Regions from separate parts of the Mus musculus genome. Here region 2 is linked to region 1. Evidence: chromatin contacts called from public Hi-C data. All regions are on one chromosome and are shown on one strand. The core of a region is the stretch at or near the end of the contact, and the rest is flanking DNA. Distances in the headings are between cores, read along the strand shown.

Region 1 (4,553 bases), core at 2,030-4,529:
ACCTCCAGGAAATTGTTCAAATTTTGACTTGAAAATATGTACTCAGATAAACTTCTTAATATTGAAACATATTCAGACTCCAATTTTAAAAGGTTTATGCTTTGAAAGGTAAAGAAGACGGGTGTTGAGAGACAAAAGAAGAGTAGATGATGCGCTCAGTTCCTTCTCCAGGAGTCAAAGTTATCCCCAGTAAATGGAAACAGATAGATACAAAAACAGGAGTCTGGTTTTAGTGTAGTGCATTTAAGATTGTCGGGGGGGTGGGGGAGAGGGATCGACTCCCTTTCAATTAAAAATACAAGTCACTTATAAATTTTCAATTTGTGTTCTAACTTGGAACACCAGTAAGTCGTTGGATTAGTGTATTCAGAAGAGCAATTGAGAAAGGATAGTTTCACAATACCTTGAGAAGGGATGAAGCCCAAGGAAACAAATTCAAGTCACAGAACTCTCTTTTGGAATTTATTGTGGGGGATGGGGAGCTTTTATATTGACAACAACCAGTGGATTTTAAACCTACATGACCTTTTGGGGTTAGTCTTAAGAATGAAATGAACCCTGAGATTATCCTCTCCTGCTATGCCTTTCCCCTCGGCTACCTGCTGGCCGGCAACTTAGCAAAGAAACCGGCAAATCAAGAGGAAGTAGAAGGTGGCCACCGAGCTGGCGAGGCTTTCGGAAGCTCTGGAGTGCTGAATGCAATCGCCCCGTGACCGTCTTCCCTCTGGACTGCCGTACCGAGTCAGCCTCACTGCGCGCCCCGGAGAAGGCACAGGGCAGCTGGCCGCTACCGGGAGTCCAGAGCCGCGGCTCTGCGGTGAGCCTGGAGGCTCCAGCGCTGCCCGAGCATCAGGGCGGGGCGGGGCGGGGCGGGGCAGCCAGACGGCTGCGCCCGCCAACCTAGCGTCCATTACACTTCCAGACCTGGGACTCCAGGGAGCGGGTGGCGCCCAGCCTGGGCAGGAGTCGCGAGGAACAGACGGGCTTTCGGGAAGCGCCTCCTCTGAGGGCGCGGCGGCGGTTGTACTGTCGGGATGGAGAGCAGCGGCCGCAATTAGCCTCAGCGTTCCCGGGCCACTCCTGCCGCGCTAGGGAACCGGGAAAGGGGACCCGGGAGGTTGGTCGCCACCCCAGCTGCCCTAGAGGCCGCGCACCTGCTCGCGGCGCTGCTGGCCAAGCTCCTTGGGTGCCGTGATGCCCCGGGCCACCTCCGGGTAGCAGCGCTCAGGGAACGCCACCGCCTGATTGCGCGCCGGAGCGCCCCGAGCGTCGCCACCGAGAAGTCGGGCGCGTTCCCTACCACCTGCCTCTTAAACATCTTGTCTGCATCTAAAGAACTCAGGCTCCGAGAATCAGAACCCTCTCCACGTAGCACCGGAGGAGGAGAGCAAGAGAGGCCTGCTGGCTGCAGGCACCTCTCCCCCTAGTGATGCAGTTATTTATAGCTCAAACTCCTGCTGGAGTCTGCCAGAGCTCGCGCGCGCCGCTTCGCCGTGCGGGGCAAACTTTTCCTTAGATCCCGCTATTCCGGAGGAATCGGGACAAGGTGGCAGGGTGTCGGTTTCTGGTCACCAAAGTCAAGAGGCTTGAAATGTATGTTTGATGTGTGTGTGTGTGTGTGTGTGTGTGTGTGTGTGTGTGTGTGTATGTGTGTGTGTAGCAGATGCTGGTCCACCTGCAGACATAACCATCAGCTCAGAGGCACGTTTTTCTCTCAATGGATTCAGCGTCAACACAGACTGCAGATGTGCAAAGTGGGGCCAGAAGGTCAGGCTGTTCCAAAGTAGGGTACTGTACCGGGTTGGGGATGTTGAGTTAACGAAGAAGGGTGGACGAAGAGAATAAAGAAAAGCCGCGTGAAATCTTAAGTTTTAGGAATAAAAGAATCGAGGACCAGTATGCCCCCTCCCTTTAGTACTGCTATGACCTAAATCTAACAGATCTCTCGCCCTCCACACCCCCGAACAGGCTTCTAAAGTATCCAAGAAATCAACCTTAGAAACGCAAGCTTGTCAGATGAGGTACCGGTATTGTGACACTGCTTAGCAGCAAGACACTTCCTTTGACAGGATTTATTTTTCCCCAGCTCCAACTACAGGCACCAAAAGGTATTTTACCTTTTGCCAATGGTTCAAAGGAGACGCAGGGAAAAATACCCACGTACAGGCGTATCCTGTGGTCAAAAGAAGCCTCCCCTCGCGTACCAGAACTCGTCCCCAGAGGCCAGGACTGGCTACTTGGACTCCCGGAGTACCGGACCTGGGCCAAGTGACGGGAGACTTCTCACTCGGTGGCCTCTCCGTGCAAACTGCCGGCTGCGGCCAGTCCTCCCGGCGGCGGGTCGAGCCCGAGCCCCGCGCGCTGCCTCCCCTCGCGGCCGCATTGTTTCGAGCGGCAGCCGAGCGCCCACCGCAGGCCCGCGCCGCTGCCGCCGCCGCCGCCGCCGCCGCCGCAGTGAGCGAGTCGGCGGGAGCCCGAGCGCTCGCAGCCACGGAAGTCTCGGCTCCTCCGGGGAGGCTGGGGGCGACGCGGAGCTCCACTCCCCAGGTTTCGAACCAACTCTCACTGTGGCGTCCACGGCAGGCCGACCGCAAGAGAAGGAGCAAACGCGGCGGTTGGAGCTGAAGACCCGAGATGCCGGATGCAAAGGAGCTCGCTCGCCCTTCAGCCTCGCCACCATGGCCCCCCGAGCTGCCCGGCTGCAGAGCGCGCGCCAGTCCCCGGCCACCCCTTGGAGCTCCGGGGCCCCGACTAGTCCCGGCCGGTCGCCTCTGGTCGATTGGAACTGAGGGCGGGGAGGGGGCGGGGGGTCGAGGGAGGGTCGCCCGGCGCCGGAGGCGCGGCGGCCAGCGCCGCGGACCCGTCGGCTCGTGCAGGTAGACAGCGAAATAAATAAGTCAGAACAAACTTTGCTTTCCTCTGGCCTTACCTTCCTTCGCAGCCTGCGCCTCCCCCGTGTGTGCAAAGCCAAGCAGCCAGATGTAACACAAAATAATCCACGAAGGGAACCGAGTTTGAACAACCATGGTGCATGAGCAGGTTTGATTTTTTTAGGCTGCAGTTGGGTCGCAGCTCTTTAGATGCTGTTTGCTCCGAAGTGGGTTATTATTGTTGTTATTATTGCGCTCCTCGCATCGATCCCCTTCTGGGTCCCAGGCCGTCTGCTCCACGCTTAGCTGTTTGATTTCTCTCTCCCCCCTCCGGTTCGTTCGCACCGTGTTTGCTGCCTGCAAGTCTCCGACTGCAGACCGGCCGCTTGCTCCACACTCCAATAATATCAATTAGGGGGGAGGAGGCGGGGCTACGAACCCAGAGCCTCCGCCACTCCGACTGAGTGGCAGCCGCAGCCCGCCTGCTAGGCGGCGATTCCCACGGCCGGGGGGCGGGTCCCTACGAAGTGGCCGCCTCTACCTTGGAGGCGGGGTCCTGAGCAGGAGCCAATCAACGCCGAGCGGAGTCGGGTTGCGAGTCCAGGATTCCCTCCCAGATCGGTTGCCGGGAAAGCGGGGACGAGCCGCGTTAGGCCAGCGGCGTGCAGTCGGGAGCACTTGGCTTTTAGCTACTGCAGCTTCACTGAGCTGAATAAACCCGAGAATAACTCTCCCGTCTTACACTCCTGTATATAGCAGTGCTGCTCAACGTCTTCTAGACGGCATAGGCGAAACAAGCCTTCCCTCAACTACCAATCACCGACCCCGACCCGGACAGTGAAACTGAGCTATGCTTTTAGAACGCCTTTTACTTTTTTGTTAGCAGCCTCAGCAGGTCGGATAACTTTGGTTTTCTGCCTTTTTTCTTTCTTTCTTTTCTTTTCCTCTCTTTTGTTTTCAAAAGTTTGAACTTCTGTTCTGTAACTCGAGAGGCATGTTTAACTACTACTCCCCTATCTCTGGAAAAATAAAATTAATCAAAAGTGCCCCCCGCCCCCCAAAAGAAAACCTTTCAATGTTTGCCTGAGTTCACAACAACCTATGACAAAAGAAACAGGGAAAGTGGGGCTGGAGAAAGGAAGTCTTTTGTTTTATGCTCGCCTCTTCTCTCCTTCTATCTTCAGTTTCTTCTCAGGCAAAATAGGACCTTAGAAAACGTTTCTTGTCGTTTTTACTTACATGCTTCTCATTTTCTGGGGTCTTTCATAGGTTGCTCTACTTGAATTGTTTCCCATTTCGCTGTGTAAATAACATTCAGTTCTAAAGAAAGCCGCCAGGTACTAAATTCACATAGCCATTCCTTCTACTTGGGCAAACATTTACTATTTTCTGTAGTTAGTCCATAATTATTCTGTAATTATCTTTCTAAAAAAAGCTAAGACTAAAAATGTAACCAACATTTCCACTTGAATTCACCCAATCCTAGCTACAAGAAAAAAGTGTGTGGAGAAATCTGTTTTCCATTAGGCAGTTTTGCACACTTTGCAAGCAAGAGGTGGTTGACATTGTAAAATGAAAATCTTAAAAATGTAATGGCCAAATCATCTATGTCAAGGGTCACACTGAGTAGATAAGTACGTCATATTTTAAGATGGATTTTCCTTTTATTGTTCTATATTTTTA
Region 2 (5,211 bases), core at 226-2,725, 3.1 Mb before region 1:
GGTTACACCAGGTACAGAATGAAAATAGGATGGTATCTAGGGCCCAATAATAGAAACAAGGCAAGATTTCCCTGATTATTACCTCTTTTGACTCCTCCAAGATCATCCTTAGAAATCTTACCAGTGCTTTGAGAACCTCTCTGTATTCTTTTTTTGTTTTGTTTTGCTTTAGGGGCAGGGTATCTCTTTGTAGCCCTGGCTGTCCTGAAACTCACTATGTAGACCAGGCTGGCCTTGAACTCAGAAATCTGCCTGCCTCTGCCTCCCAAGTGCTTTGATTAAAGGCATGCACCATTGCCCAGCTCTCTCCGTATTATTATATGAATCTATTTATTTAAATATAAATTATTTTTAGTCTTTTTTTCTGTTTCTCTTTTATTGTAAACAGTCTCTCTCTCTCTCTCTCTCTCTCTCTCTCTCTCTCTCTCTCTCTCTCTCCCTGTCTCTCTCTCATAATATATCCTGATTACAGTTTTCTCTCCTCTACTCCTTCCAGTGTCTCCCTAGCTTCCCCAATCCAGATCCACCCCCCCACTTCTTTCTCTCATTAGAAAGAGAACAGATTTCTAAGGGATAACAATAAAATAATAATAATAATAATAATAATAATAATAATAATAATGGAAACCCTAACACATCAGAATAGGACAAATAGGACAAAACAAACAGAAAGAAAAGATCCTAAGATAAGGCACAAGAAACAGTCATAGATGCAGAGATCACCCATTTGCATACTCAGGAATCCTATAAGGACACTAAACTGAAAGCCATAATATATATATATATATGCAAAGGGAAAAGAATATATGTATATATAAATAACATATAAATAAGAGTAAGAAGACTAGAATTTAAAAAGAAATAGGAGAATCCCATTGTGATACGAGGAACCTCCAAAGATGGTATCGAGTTCTCTTTCTATTGGCCATCTATTGCTGGGCATGTAGCCTACCCTTTAAGAGTAGTCTGGTTCCCCAGAGAAACTCTGTGAGTTCATATGTGTACCAGTGCAGTTGATTTAGAAAGCCTTGTCTTCTTGGAGTCCTCCATTCCTTCTGGCTCTCATATCCTTTTTTGCCTTCTTTTCTGAATGGCTCCCTGATCCCTGAGGGGAGGGATTTGATGGAGCCACGCCATTAGGACCGAGTGTTCCAAGCTCTCTCACTCTCTGCACATTGTCTGGCTGTGGATCTCTGTGTTTGTTCCCATCTGCCGCAGGAGGAAGCTGCTCTGGCGATGGGTGAGCAAGGCACTGATCTTATGAACTGACCTTGTTAACACAGCCCAAATCACCCCTCTGCACTGGCCCTGTCTCAGTACAGTTCAATGGGTTTAACTGTTGCTTTCAAAGTCTCTGTCTGAAGATGAGTAATTTTCCTGGAGTGTCTTTGGTCTCTTTTATAAATAGAACTTTGGTGGTTGAGTTTCACTTGTGTTGTAGACATGCTCAGACATGTCTGGGTCTTCTGTGTCTGCAGCTTGGCTTGTTTTTATTCTTATGACAACTTACTCTCCACTACTAACCCACTGATATGAGTCATCTGTTTTATCTAGCCCTGATTCTTCCAATAAGAAAATTACAAGTTATTTAATTGGACGAAATTTTAACTGGAAATTTCATGTATGCATTTCAGTATGCACTTCAATGTATTAAACATAGACATATAAAATGCCTTTGTACACTGAATTTGAAATCTTCTAAACCATGTTATTAGGTATGGTTTTTAGAATAATGTTGACTTGGAATTCATGGCCAATCAAAAGTTTAGCTTCACTTATGTTTGTGGTTTTATTTGAGGAATAGTGTTTATGTATATATGTGCATAACTGATTATATTTTATCCTTATTTGAAAAAAAAAACTCAGAAAAGTAAAAAGAACCAATAAGATAAAAATACTTAACTGTCTTAATAATATCCTAACAATGGAATTTGGGCAAGACTAAAATAAACTGAGAATATTGTCACTTTCAAAGGTTCTTTTGACTTCGGCAGCTTGTCTGCTGAGGTATACTGAAAGAAAGAAAAAAGTGCTTGTATGTAAGATGTTTCAGAAATATTCCACTCAAGACTCTGAAGTATGATGAAAGATAGAATGACATTTTGTAGCTCTTTGAAGAGAAAACCCAGTGTTTAAATGACTTATAATTTTCTTATTTCTATTTATCATAATTTGCAATGACATGTGAAATATTAACCCTGTGTAGGTTTATCCTAACCTTGGAGGCTCCTCTAGGTTTCTTGTAACCACTTTTCTATAAGAAGCTTCAAAAATGACTGGACTGTAAGAGTTGTCAGTAAATGTGTTGAATGAAGGAAAGCAATGAACTTGGGTGAGTGTTCAAAGAAAAGCTGTCCAGGAGCATGTGAGGCGAGGCAGGTATATTTTACATATTGATGGAGGTAGCCAAATGTTCTTCAAAATAATGCAATGCATTTTTTTCTTGTTGAACTAGAATACCTAAAACTATATGTAGGTTTATTTTATTTCTTGTGAAAGAGTTAATTTAGGGCTATTGCAAAGGTGTCCGATTATTTATATTTTAAACAGTTGAGAAGAAAATGTGTTGAGAAATGTTGCATTAAAGTTTTGTAAAACAAACAAGCAACCAGACAAAGGCCCATAAAGTTGATGGTTTGTTTTCTCTTGGGAAGTAACATAAAACTAAAACATTTGTAAACATTGCCTGGACAGAAACTTTAGGGAATATATTTTAGATAAAGGAAAGAACAAATATATAAATAATAGAAAAAAATCCAAATACTGAATAATACAAATGAGGTTAAATGAATATTGTACACCTGTACTTGGAGTACTATGGAGTCTTACAAGGAATGAAGCATCAGAAAGATGTCCTCTTGTAATTAAGAAAAGCACATATCTATCCTGTTTTCTTGAAGTCTCAGTGTTTGTATATGCACACGTGTTTTTGAGCAAGAAAAATACAGAGAAAACTTGGGAGATACAAACCCAAATGCAACCGTGCTCCCTCCAGAAGTGAATGGACTGGGCTTCTTAGATAGGGAGTCTTTACTTAATACATTTTTTTTTAAAAGGAAGAAAAGACACATTATATGGGAACATGGTGAGTCACTTGGCAAGCACATAGTTAATAAGTTTGCAGGAAGTTTCCAGATTTTTTTTTTTGAGTAATCCTTTGTTAGACTATAAACTAGGTTAGGCTAAGTTGGTGATTTCTGATCTTGCAGTAGCCATGGACTCTGTAGTTTGCATAGGGGCTCAGGTAGAATTCCTGTACGTGGAGATGATGAAAGCAAAGCGCTCGCTGAGAGAGGAGTGAGGGGGTTTCTCTGCCTTCCCTTTTCTTAATCTTCTCACAGCTCCTAGGGCTCTGAACAACACAGTTTGAAATACACTGGTCTCTTCCTGGGATGCCTTTGATTTAGTCCTTCCTGAAGGTCAGAGGAATATACCAGTTCTGTGATTTTAAAATACAGAGAATAAAGAATGCCTAGAGGTAACCCCTGAGTTCCACCTTGTCTTGCAGAAGACATTTGGATAGGAATCACTCACAGCGTGCTAGATGTTTCTGGCTGCACAATAGAGCGAGGGTGGCTTTTGGCTGGCACTCCTTAGCTTTGGAGTCCTCGCCCTTTCACTCTGAAGGTTCAGGCATAGGATCTGCACCCTCTGTATGGCTAGACAACTAGACCTCTTGTTAAGGCAATACCTGTAAGTCCTGTAAACCGTTGCGCCACCTCTCTTAGTTATAACTAGACAAGCAGCTTTTAAAAGTAAAGTTGCTTTGTATTTAGTTTAAGAATATGCCTTTTCCAGATGCAAGCAACTGATCAAAGGACCTGCATTTTCTTCAAGACTTAAATATTTAATAGTGGAATCTGTCAGGAATCATTCTTTTAGGACATGGACACAATCTCATACTCACAGTTTTAGGCAAACACTCGAATTTTCAGATGATCTACTCCATTAGACCATTTCTCGGTGCTACATACATGTTTGACTTGTTATAATTTTTAAAGTTTTGATATATGCATACTAGTGTGTTTAAAATAACTGAAAAAATACTACTATCCACATAAATAAAATTTCTACCTGTCCTTTGGGTGGCTTAATTGCTCTCTCCTCTCTCTTCTTTCTCTCCTTTCTCTCCTCTCTTCTCTCCAGAAAGGGGGTGGGGGGGAGAAAAAACCCCATAATGTCGAGGAAGAAAAAGAAATCTTTTTTCCCCATAAGGTGGCACTGTGGCTCTTTCAGTCTTTCAAACAACCCGTGGACCCAACTGGTATTTCTCTCCTTGTCTTCCTTCCCCCACCGTTTCCAGGTGATCCTCAATCAGCCTCTCATAAAAATGAGAAATAATTTCAAAGGAAACTCGATACTTACAAGTTTGAGGTAACTTGCAAGCAACTTCAATTTCTCTGTTTAGCCTTCTTTACAAGAACCCCCCCATTCCCGGCTTTGCTTTTACAATAAAGTTTTTATAGCAACTTTTGTTATGGTTTATGGCATTTTGTTTATACTCTTTGTGCTCTATATAATATGATGGTGTGCCTAGCAGTCTCTTATGAAGTAACGTACATAAGGAATCCTTGAAATGTTTCAGGAAATAAGCACGAATACCAGCTTTAGATAATCCAGTTTTGTGGTGTTCGAATTTTCTCTTTTCTAGCCAACCTTTATATTTAAGTTGATCCGTGTCTCCTTGTTACCTTTCTATAGGTAAAAATTAAAGAGCATACCTTCATTTATTTTTGAGTAGCATTTATGACATATCCATGTGTGTGTACATTTATATATATTTATATAAAAAGTATTCATTGGCTTACTGTAGGTTGTTTTTTTTTTTAAATGCTCGTATTCGAAAGTAAATGTTTATATAAATTTGCTGTTTTCTGTATCAAAGTTCAGAGCCAGCTGAGTTCCAGTCTGCTGGCAGACCACAGGCCTACACGGATCTCTTAATGGTGGCAGCAGGCGCTGGGGACAAAGCGACAAGGCGGGTCTGGTGGCTCCTGCTCTGGTGCAGAGGTGGTCTCCAGAGCAAGGGGCCTGAGCCTTTAGCCAGCTTGGCACAGTAAGCGGTCATTCTGGCTGCTGCTTGCTGGGTGGCCTGCGGAGCGAAGCCGTGGGTGGGGGGGGGGTGGGGGGGGGCACGACTGAGGAGGGCAGGGTTTTGGTGTAGGAAGAAGCCTGACGAGTCTGTTGGCCATTATAACCATCAGGGGGAGG

What was found. Hi-C and Micro-C count contacts between places; a contact is called where the count stands out from the background.
Region 2: a contact with region 1 is called in a Hi-C map of adipose-derived mesenchymal stem cells, with 5 times the contacts expected there. The contact joins the enhancer-like site here to the promoter of Epha7 in region 1. A contact is called at or near these places in 6 of 39 promoter capture datasets (the 3T3-L1 cell line, cranial neural crest, frontonasal cranial neural crest and 3 more), 24 of 484 Hi-C or Micro-C datasets (adipose-derived mesenchymal stem cells, brain, cardiomyocytes and 13 more) and 4 of 115 datasets of contacts at active chromatin or transcription factors (astrocytes, embryonic forebrain, embryonic hindbrain and 1 more).

Annotation. Positions count from the first base shown.
Region 1 is chr4:28,811,857-28,816,409 of GRCm38.p6, reverse strand. Epha7 (Eph receptor A7) reads right to left here and starts at 3,279. Exons shown (of 17, transcript NM_010141.4): 1 at 2,930-3,279. The coding sequence starts at 3,026.
Region 2 is chr4:31,937,930-31,943,140 of GRCm38.p6, reverse strand. No RefSeq gene overlaps it. Among named protein-coding and RNA genes, the nearest start is that of Map3k7, 24 kb to the left of the region's middle. Within about 2 kb of position 1,475, at least 42 of the 459 cell types and tissues checked have an H3K27ac peak or open chromatin away from gene starts, as enhancers often do. A contact at or near this core is called in adipose-derived mesenchymal stem cells and neural progenitor cells, where this site is marked.